Linked DNA regions of Capsicum annuum: region 1 is linked to region 2. Evidence: chromatin contacts called from public Hi-C data. All regions are on one chromosome and are shown on one strand. Each heading gives the region's core, a stretch centred on a gene start, on an enhancer-like site or on the middle of the called end of the contact. The rest is flanking DNA. Distances are from core to core; before and after follow the strand shown.

Region 1 (4,188 bases), core at 864-3,363, 120 kb after region 2:
TTTAGTTTATTTTTTAAAGAAATCTGTATTAATATTTCTTAAACATGTATGAAGCTTTAATATTTTATGGTTAAATTAATTATTTTGTGCTAAATTATACAAAATATATATTATTCCATTTTTGTTATAAAATTCATTATCAAAAAAAGTGTAAAAGAATCACTCCCATTTTTCATTATTTAGTATCATTGATATTTAAAGGGTTAAATTGCATTTTTTTAAAATTAACTTTTCAAACATTTTTAGCTACTAGTTTAGGTGTACGCGCCTTGTGCTATACCTTACTTTAATGAATTCAAACATTACATTAAATAGGATATTTGTCTTAATAATACTAAAGATAATATAATATAATAATTAAATTTAATATTTTTTGAGTATGTAAAGATGGAGAATTTATTTATAAAACCTAATCTTTACCAAAAATATTTTTAAAAGTCGATCGACATTCATCTACCAGCTGTAAGTTGCAATAAAAAAATACAATGATAGAGACATCAAAATAATACAACTAAATCTAATCTTTACACAAAAAATTTTCAAAGTGGTCCGACACTCATCTACCACCTGTAAACAATAACAAAATAATACGATAATAAAGATATCAAAATAATTCAACTAAACCTAACCTTTACATAAGAAAATTCCTCAAAATCAACCAACATTTATCTATCACCTGTAAACTGCAACAAAATAATACGATAAAAGTGATATCAAAACAATTCAATTAAACTTAAATTTTACACACAAAAAATTCTCAAACCCGATCGAGATTCATCTACGAACTGTAAACTACCACAAAATAACAAACTAATAGAGATATTACGACAACACAATTAAACCTAACCTTTACCTAAAAAAAAATTTCAAAGCCGACCCACATTCATCTAGCATCTGTAATTTAAATAAAACAATAAGATAATAAAGATATCAAAACAAAACAATTAAACCTAACCTTTACACAAAAATACTTCAAAGTCAATCAACATTCATCTACGAACTGTAAACTATAAAAAAAAATATAATAGTGATCATAAAGTTTCGATTTTGATCCAATTAATTTTTGTCTGGGCGAAAATTTTGACCATAAAGAATGATCACTATTATATATATATACATACATACATGTTGAATTCTATTATGCTGACAAAAATAGTGAAGAAGTTGAGGGTTTAAAAATCAATCATCTACTAATCTAGACATGCAATAAAATAAAGTTAGATGAGCATCAATCATATTCTCCCAATAGACAAATCGATTTGTTCTCTAGATTAACGTACATTTCAATATTTATAGGAGTATTTTTTTAATTTAACAATAGAAAAAAAAAATATTAATTAATTCTCCTACCATATATTTTAGAAAAATAGTGAAAAGACAATTTTAACTAAAAAAGAGTTTTTTTAATAAAGGGTAAAAAATTCTTTCGAAGGGTGTTCAAATCACTTTTGGATCGATTTTGAATTTAATTGTTGAAATAATTTTTTGTGGTCTCTCACTTTTGTAGCAATTAATAAGCAGAACTCCGATGTCATTCAATCCAAGACACCGTATGCATAAGAAAAGATTGCTTCCATTTTCGATGTTAGCTTGAAGGGGCTCTCTCTCACAATCAACAATCAGCAGCTTCTATGAATATTTAAAAAAAAAAAAAAAAAGTAAACCAACCTCAATTTAGATATTTCTAAATGTGAAACATCAAATATAGTTAACTTGAACCAGTTCATCAATCAACGAGCAAGATTTCCTTCTTTAACATTAACCAGTGAATAGATTTTTAAGGAGACTTGTAATAGTGAAAATATTCCTCAAGAAATAACACAAAAATAGAGCTGAAAATCATCTGCGAGCTGGATTTCCTCCACCTTGTTTCGACGCATCATATCCAGGACCAACAAGACCAGGTGAGGTAGATGGCCCATGAGGATTTCCTGTAGGTGCTACCTGTCCTTGAGTTGCAACACCACCTTTGGATGATCCGTCATAGCCAGATCCTCTCTGAGCAGGTGCCCCATATCCATCTCTGTAAGCTTCATAACACCCAGTTCCCCTCATTGTATCATATCCATGCCCCCTTTGAGCTTCATAAGCTGCTAAACCAGGAACGCCTGATCCCCTTTGTCCCCCTTGTCCATCATAAGGAGGCCTGTTTGACGGGGGCACACATTGAGCTCCAACTTGTGGAGATGTAACTGCAGGAACTCCTCCAACATTAGTCCCTGTTGCCAGGGAGCCTCTGCCCTGCCATGTAAAGTGTAGAGATACGGTCAGCTTTTGGCATTCGCAATAAATAATAATAAAGAACATTTTCACACGAGACACTGTTCCGATGAAACAAGAACCTATATTAGTCAATACATAATAAAATCTTCTAAATTGTTGTTTCTTCGACCTGACAAATAAGCAACACATAAAATCTTTTAAAATTTGCGAAATTACACAAATTGAAAATTTGAAACTTTTGGTCTTCTAAATATTAGGACTTAATATATATTTCAAATAAGGAAGAGATTTATAACGAAAGGTTTAGTTGATTTCAAATTCCTAAAGATTAGAAAATTATTATATTAGAATTCTGCTATTGGACTTCAAGAATTGAACTATACATCTCAACTCAGAAAAATAAGTTGGGCATCAGCAAGTTTCAAGTTACACTATTTTGTTAAGAGGTAGTTCTAGATGATAGCAAACAAAGGAGCTATTGCAGCGATTCTGGCTTATTCATTTTAAAGGCTTAGCAGGGTTTCAAGAACAGTCCGAGTGCTTTTATGAAAATTTTCCTTTCTACTCTGCATCAATCAAATTTAGATGGCTAGCTTGACAACCAAATAAAGTAGTTGATTAGGAGTTATAAATGTTCAAATGGAAAAGGAAATTCAAATCTAAAATATCCATGAGTGATGAATCTACAGCAATTATATAGGCACTTACCAGAAAGAGTTGCTAATGTTAGAGAAAAGGGTCACCCCGGATTTAAGAGTCAAAATCCACGTAGGTAAACTAATTATTAAGATTTTCAATTCATATTTATTACCCTTGTTTGTTTGTTTTTTTCCCCTGTTCTCACATTCTTTGTATCTTCAGACTAGATAGTTTTGCTCAAAAACAGAACACAAAGTTTACATGCATAGTACCAATATCCACCAGCTCAATTCCGGCGAACATAATTTAGAGAACTTGAAGCATAAGAAGATAGCATTTAAAACCACATAACAGCATTTCAACTTCCTCAATTCAGAGGGAACCATTGTAGAACTAACGGATACATGAGAATAACAGATTAAAACCTGATAATAGACATCTGCATAGATGTTTTGTCCAATAGCATAATTATTAGTGGCATCATTCTCATTGTATCCAGCTGAACCATATGGCGCACCTGTATATACATTACAATTAATGTAACTATTAAATTCTTCTACAACTACAACGGCCAGTACAACTATCCAAAAAAAAAAAGAAGAGAGAAGTGATTAAGCAGATGTGCTACCTGTTTGTCTGTCAGAGTTAGAAGTGTTTGCTAACTCTGCCCTAAGTTTTTCCACCTCTCTGGACATAGTCATGTAGTTCTTCTCCATAACTTGAAGAGATTCAAGATGATCACTGTACAATTTTCTCTCGTACTCATAGGTAGTCCTGTCAATCGAATGACGGAAACCAAAACATCTCTCGATCAAACAAGAAGTTAGCATTCATTGAAAAGCATTATCAAACATTACTACTTCTCCCCTCTCTAATGCTAGCATACGATAAGCTATGTGTATGACATCCTTGAAGTGTCTCCCAAATGATTTAACCTCAAATACCCACTACAAATCTAAAATGAACTAGCCCGCCCGCACACTGAGTTAAATCCTTTAATCACATTCGTGAAGTGACTACTACACTGAGATTTGCGCAGTTCCTCCACATATCCATTTGATTCTACAGATACTCACCTCATTGTGATTTGTTCGTCACATCTTTCTATTGGAACAACTCTGTTCCAATTTAGTGTCTGGAATCTGATCCATGATTATGATGCCGACTTGGTAAGAGAAAAAAACTAGGGGTAATTCAGAACCATGATCCTTGAGGGAAACTCAAATTGGAACCAATTCACAGCACAAGCGGATAAAATTGCTCATATTAGCTTTGGGACTGAAAAAAGAAGGTGCAAAACTAGCAAGCCATATCAAAACGGGATGG
Region 2 (4,224 bases), core at 1,523-4,022:
GAAATTGACTTCTTTTAAGTTAATTAAAGCTCATGCTTAAGATTTTCCATCTCATGTCGCAGTACAGCAACACTATCCAGTAGTAGTTCTCTCCTAAAAACTTTGTTTTCTAGATACGTCTTATCTCGTGCTTTTAAACTGTATTCCCATGAACATACCCAAGGATAACACTAAGCTACTAAATGTTTGGAGAAATTTCACTCACGACGTATACTATTCAATGCAACAAACTGCCTGGTAATTTGTCAGGTGTGACTCGTACTATCTTTCCCGCCCTTGTCATCTTATTCGAGTTGTTTTACCCCTTGAAGTATTCATTTTAAGTACCTTTGAAGTAGTTCATTTATTGTCACATTCATTTTCGTCAAGATTTCAGAGTTTCATCTATTTTACAGGTTGATGCAGCTGTTTCTGAGAGGGAGCGGTTTCTGCTACTCAAAATATCTGAGCTTCAAGCTAGGTGAGCTAGCTGTGGACTCTAGGGGTGGGCGTTCTGTCGGTTCGGTCTGATTGTTTAATATCGGTTCGGTTTATTGGTTTTCGAATTGACAAAAATGACATCCATAACCAAACCGAAATAAATTCGGTTTGGTTCGGTTTTTACAAATTCGGTTCGGTTATTTCGGATTTTTATTTCGGTTTGAAATATTAAAGTAGTTAGCCTTTTTTTTTTCATAACTGAGCATTTAGAATTGATGGGCTTTTTTAGAAAAATTATTTTTTTCAAACCTGTTTTTCATTCCCAAATATAAATAACTATAAATAAATGAAACGAAATGAAATTATCATAAGCTTAACATAATACATAACGTCATTAATCATTACATATAATATAACTTTGCATAAATAATCTACAAAACAACACAAAACTCATAAAAATAGTTCATGAAACAACATACTTTCTGCATAAATAGTTCATAAAATAGTCCAAAGTCACCAAAATAGTCCATAAGATATTTGAGTCACTAAAACAATCCATATAATATTATATATATATATATATATAATAAAATATATATATTATTTATTTACTTATAAAATTTCGGTTTTTCGGTTTAACCGGATTTTTTTTAAAAAACCGAAAACCGAACCGAAAAATCGAAATTTTAAAATTACAAACCGAATCCGATCCGAAAAACCGAAAAATCAAAACCAAAATTAAATTTCGGTTTGATTTTTTGGTTTTTTCGGTTTAAACCAAAATATGCCCACCCCTAGTGGACTCAGATTACTTTGCCGTCATGCTTCTACAGACCTTTGCTTAAAACCATCTTACCTCAATTGTGCAGGATGAGTAGCTTGACAGATGAATTAACTAATGAAAAGCTTAAATATATGCAGGTGAATACCTATTCGATTTCTTTTATGCTAATATATCTGTTTCCAACATAATTTAATTCATGGAAAATAAACTTCAATCACAAATAAAAATATGAAAAAACAATAGTTTTATTGATAAACGATGTGGGTACAAATCTGTTCCTCCCTTGATTCTTCTCTCTTGATTTTCTTCGTAATTCGAGGTTCGTCAATAGCATATTTCTCGAATGTATGAAGATTTGGATATGAATTTCTCCGTAATTCAAGGGCCGTTAGTGGCGTATTTTTCGAACGGAGGAACATTTGGATTTGATCTCCATGAAAGAAGAGTTTATCTTCTTGATGTATTTGATTATCAAGAAGAGAGAGTTTTGATCTTTATGAATATCTCATGAATTTATTGGGACTTTTCAGATCTTTGATCTCTTTGTAAATATCTCGTGAATTTGTGGGATACTAAGGATATTTGGCCCCTTTATATCGGCGTAATTTAGGTTTTAGGTTGAGTAGCCATCAAGCTAGATTTAGGGTGAACTTTAACCAAAATTGAAAGTCCACAAAATTTCAATGTATAGAATATCATCTAACTTTTCGAGTGCATTCAAAAGATTGAAATAAACTACAAGAAGTAAATTCCATCACGGTTTGGATTTCCAATTGCTTCCTCTCTCCACAAACCTCCAAATAAAAAGTTGAATGAAAAATTTCTTCACAGTATCTTATTTGCGGTTGTCATTTCATAACATGATTTTCTACTGCTGCCATACCAGTTGCAACAGCGGCTAAATTCCATGTCGTCAAGTCAGGGGGAAGATTGGGACAGGAGAGAATCGTAATCTTGATGCTGAAAGATCACTTTGAAGTATAAACAACATGTACATTCAGGTTTCCGTTTGATGTTTACTGCTGCCAGAGTTTTGACTTCTTTTATCCAAGTTGAACGCGTAATTCAGACACATTTTTTTTTTTTTGGTTGTGTAGATCGAGTTATATATAGGACGGAGCAGAGTTCACTATTCGTGTGGCCGGAAAAAACTCATCGATGAATAGAAGCTCAATGTGGAGTAATCCAGCTCCAATGGATGAATACACAAAATCATTAGTTTGTATAGCATTTCTTTATTTATTTGGCAAGTGCTAGCTGAAATCCATGTCTCCAGTACCAGAGGTTTATTTTCTTCATTACTTACATAAAATCGTAATTACAAAAATCTCTTTTTTTACCGTTTCTCTACATAACTCAATATTCCAATTCCTACGCTTAATGCTTGCACAAAATCCAGGAACTTCAATCAAGTTCAAATTTACACACGTTTGCTCAACGTTAACTTTCAACTTACTAACAAACTCCATTAACATTCTTCTTCAATTTTATTTTGGAGGTTAGTAAAATTTTTCAATTTTTTCAACTTTACTAAATCAAAAAAGGGCCATTGGTACAAGTTAAAAAAAGGTCGTCGGTGAATTTTTAAGTAAGAAAAAAAAAAAGAAGATACATTACAACCTCGTCTTTCTAAGATACAGTGTTTTATGTCTGAATTTGTTTATTTTTTACAATTTTCGTGAAATCATCCATTATAAAGAATTTTTTTTTTTTTTAATCTTCGATGATATTTCATTACCGATGACATGACCCTAGATAGAAAGTTATGGAGAAGGCGGATTAGGGTAGAAAGTTATTATGAGTTCAGGTTGTGATATCTTTTGTTGTATTACTTGGTGTATTTAAGAATATACTGGATATGTTGTTGTTGATGATGGTGATATTTTATTATTTTAATAAAGGCCAATTTAAAATTTCACTTTTATAAGATATTATATCAAAAGAATTTTAAGACTAGGTGATTGTTAGTTTTAGCATACAATTTGAACTCAACTAGTAAAGTAGGTCTACTATACTATATATATCCTATTCAGATCAATCAACCCAACACTTTTGACACCAAAATGTCAACCATGCCAACTCTTTCTTCCCTTTCTTCTTCTTCATCTCTTTTAACTCTTCGTAGATCCTTAACTTCCACTTTCCCAAATTACCCTTCCTCCCATCCATTATTCCCCAAATTCCCAAAACCCTTAACCCTAAAAACCCTAATCCCCAATTTCAAATTCTCCTCCGCCGTCACCACCACCGCCGCCGCCGCCACCAAAACCCCCAAATCCCTCAAAACTCGGCTCAAAAATAACGAAACTCTCTACGGCATCTTCCTCCTCAGCTTCTCCCCTACCATCGCCGAAATCGCCGGACTTTCCGGGTACGATTTCGCCGTTGTTGATATGGAGCACGGCCCCGGAGGTATCTCCGATGCATTAAATTGTCTACGCGCATTAGCGGTTAGTGGTACTCCAGCAATTCTACGTGTTCCGGAATCTTCCGAACCTTGGGCTAAGAAAGCACTCGATCTCGGCCCGGATGGGATTATGTTTCCAATGATAGACAGCCCGAAATCAGCCCGAAAAGCGGTGTCATACTGTCGCTTCCCGCCTAATGGAATACGAGGATCAGCTCATACAGTTGTTCGAGCTTCGGGGTATGGAATTGATGAAGGGTATTTGAGTAATTACGCCGATGAGCTATTGATAATGTGTCAAGTGGAGAGCGTTGAAGGGGTGAAGAAGATTGAAGAAATCGCGGAAGTTGAAGGGCTTGATTGTATTCAAATGGGACCATTGGATTTGAGTGCGAGTTTAGGGTATTTATGGGATCCAGGGAATAAGAAGGTCAGGGAGATGATGAATGTAGCTGAAAAGGGAGTGTTGAAGAAGAAACCAAACAACGGCGGGGCGTATTTATCTGGATTTGCAATGCCACATGATAGTCCTGAGAATTTGAAATCGAGAGGGTATCATATGGTTTCGGGAGCAGTTGATGTTGCGATGTTTAGGAATGCGGCCGTGGAGGAC

What was found. A called contact is a pair of places that touch in the nucleus more often than the background predicts.
Region 1: a Hi-C map of leaf shows a contact between it and region 2, with 2.5 times the contacts expected there. The contact joins the enhancer-like site here to the promoter of LOC107853078 in region 2. A contact is called at or near these places in 4 of 5 Hi-C or Micro-C datasets (bud, leaf and placenta).

The regions. Positions count from the first base shown.
Region 1 is chr1:254,980,303-254,984,490 of UCD10Xv1.1, forward strand. LOC107851847 (protein FLX-like 2) reads right to left here. Exons shown (of 5, transcript XM_016696948.2): 3 at 3,491-3,636; 4 at 3,288-3,379; 5 at 1,660-2,241. The coding sequence ends at 1,840. Among protein-coding and RNA genes, the nearest start is that of LOC107851847, 14 kb to the right of the region's middle. Within about 2 kb of position 2,114, at least 2 of the 5 cell types and tissues checked have an H3K27ac peak or open chromatin away from gene starts, as enhancers often do. A contact at or near this core is called in leaf, where this site is marked.
Region 2 is chr1:254,857,513-254,861,736 of UCD10Xv1.1, forward strand. LOC107853078 (2-keto-3-deoxy-L-rhamnonate aldolase) reads left to right here and starts at 2,773. Exons shown (of 1, transcript XM_047402606.1): 1 at 2,773-4,224. The coding sequence starts at 3,268. It overlaps LOC107853079 (serine/threonine-protein kinase OSR1), which reads left to right. Exons shown (of 21, transcript XR_007049362.1): 19 at 396-460; 20 at 2,091-2,182; 21 at 2,302-2,544.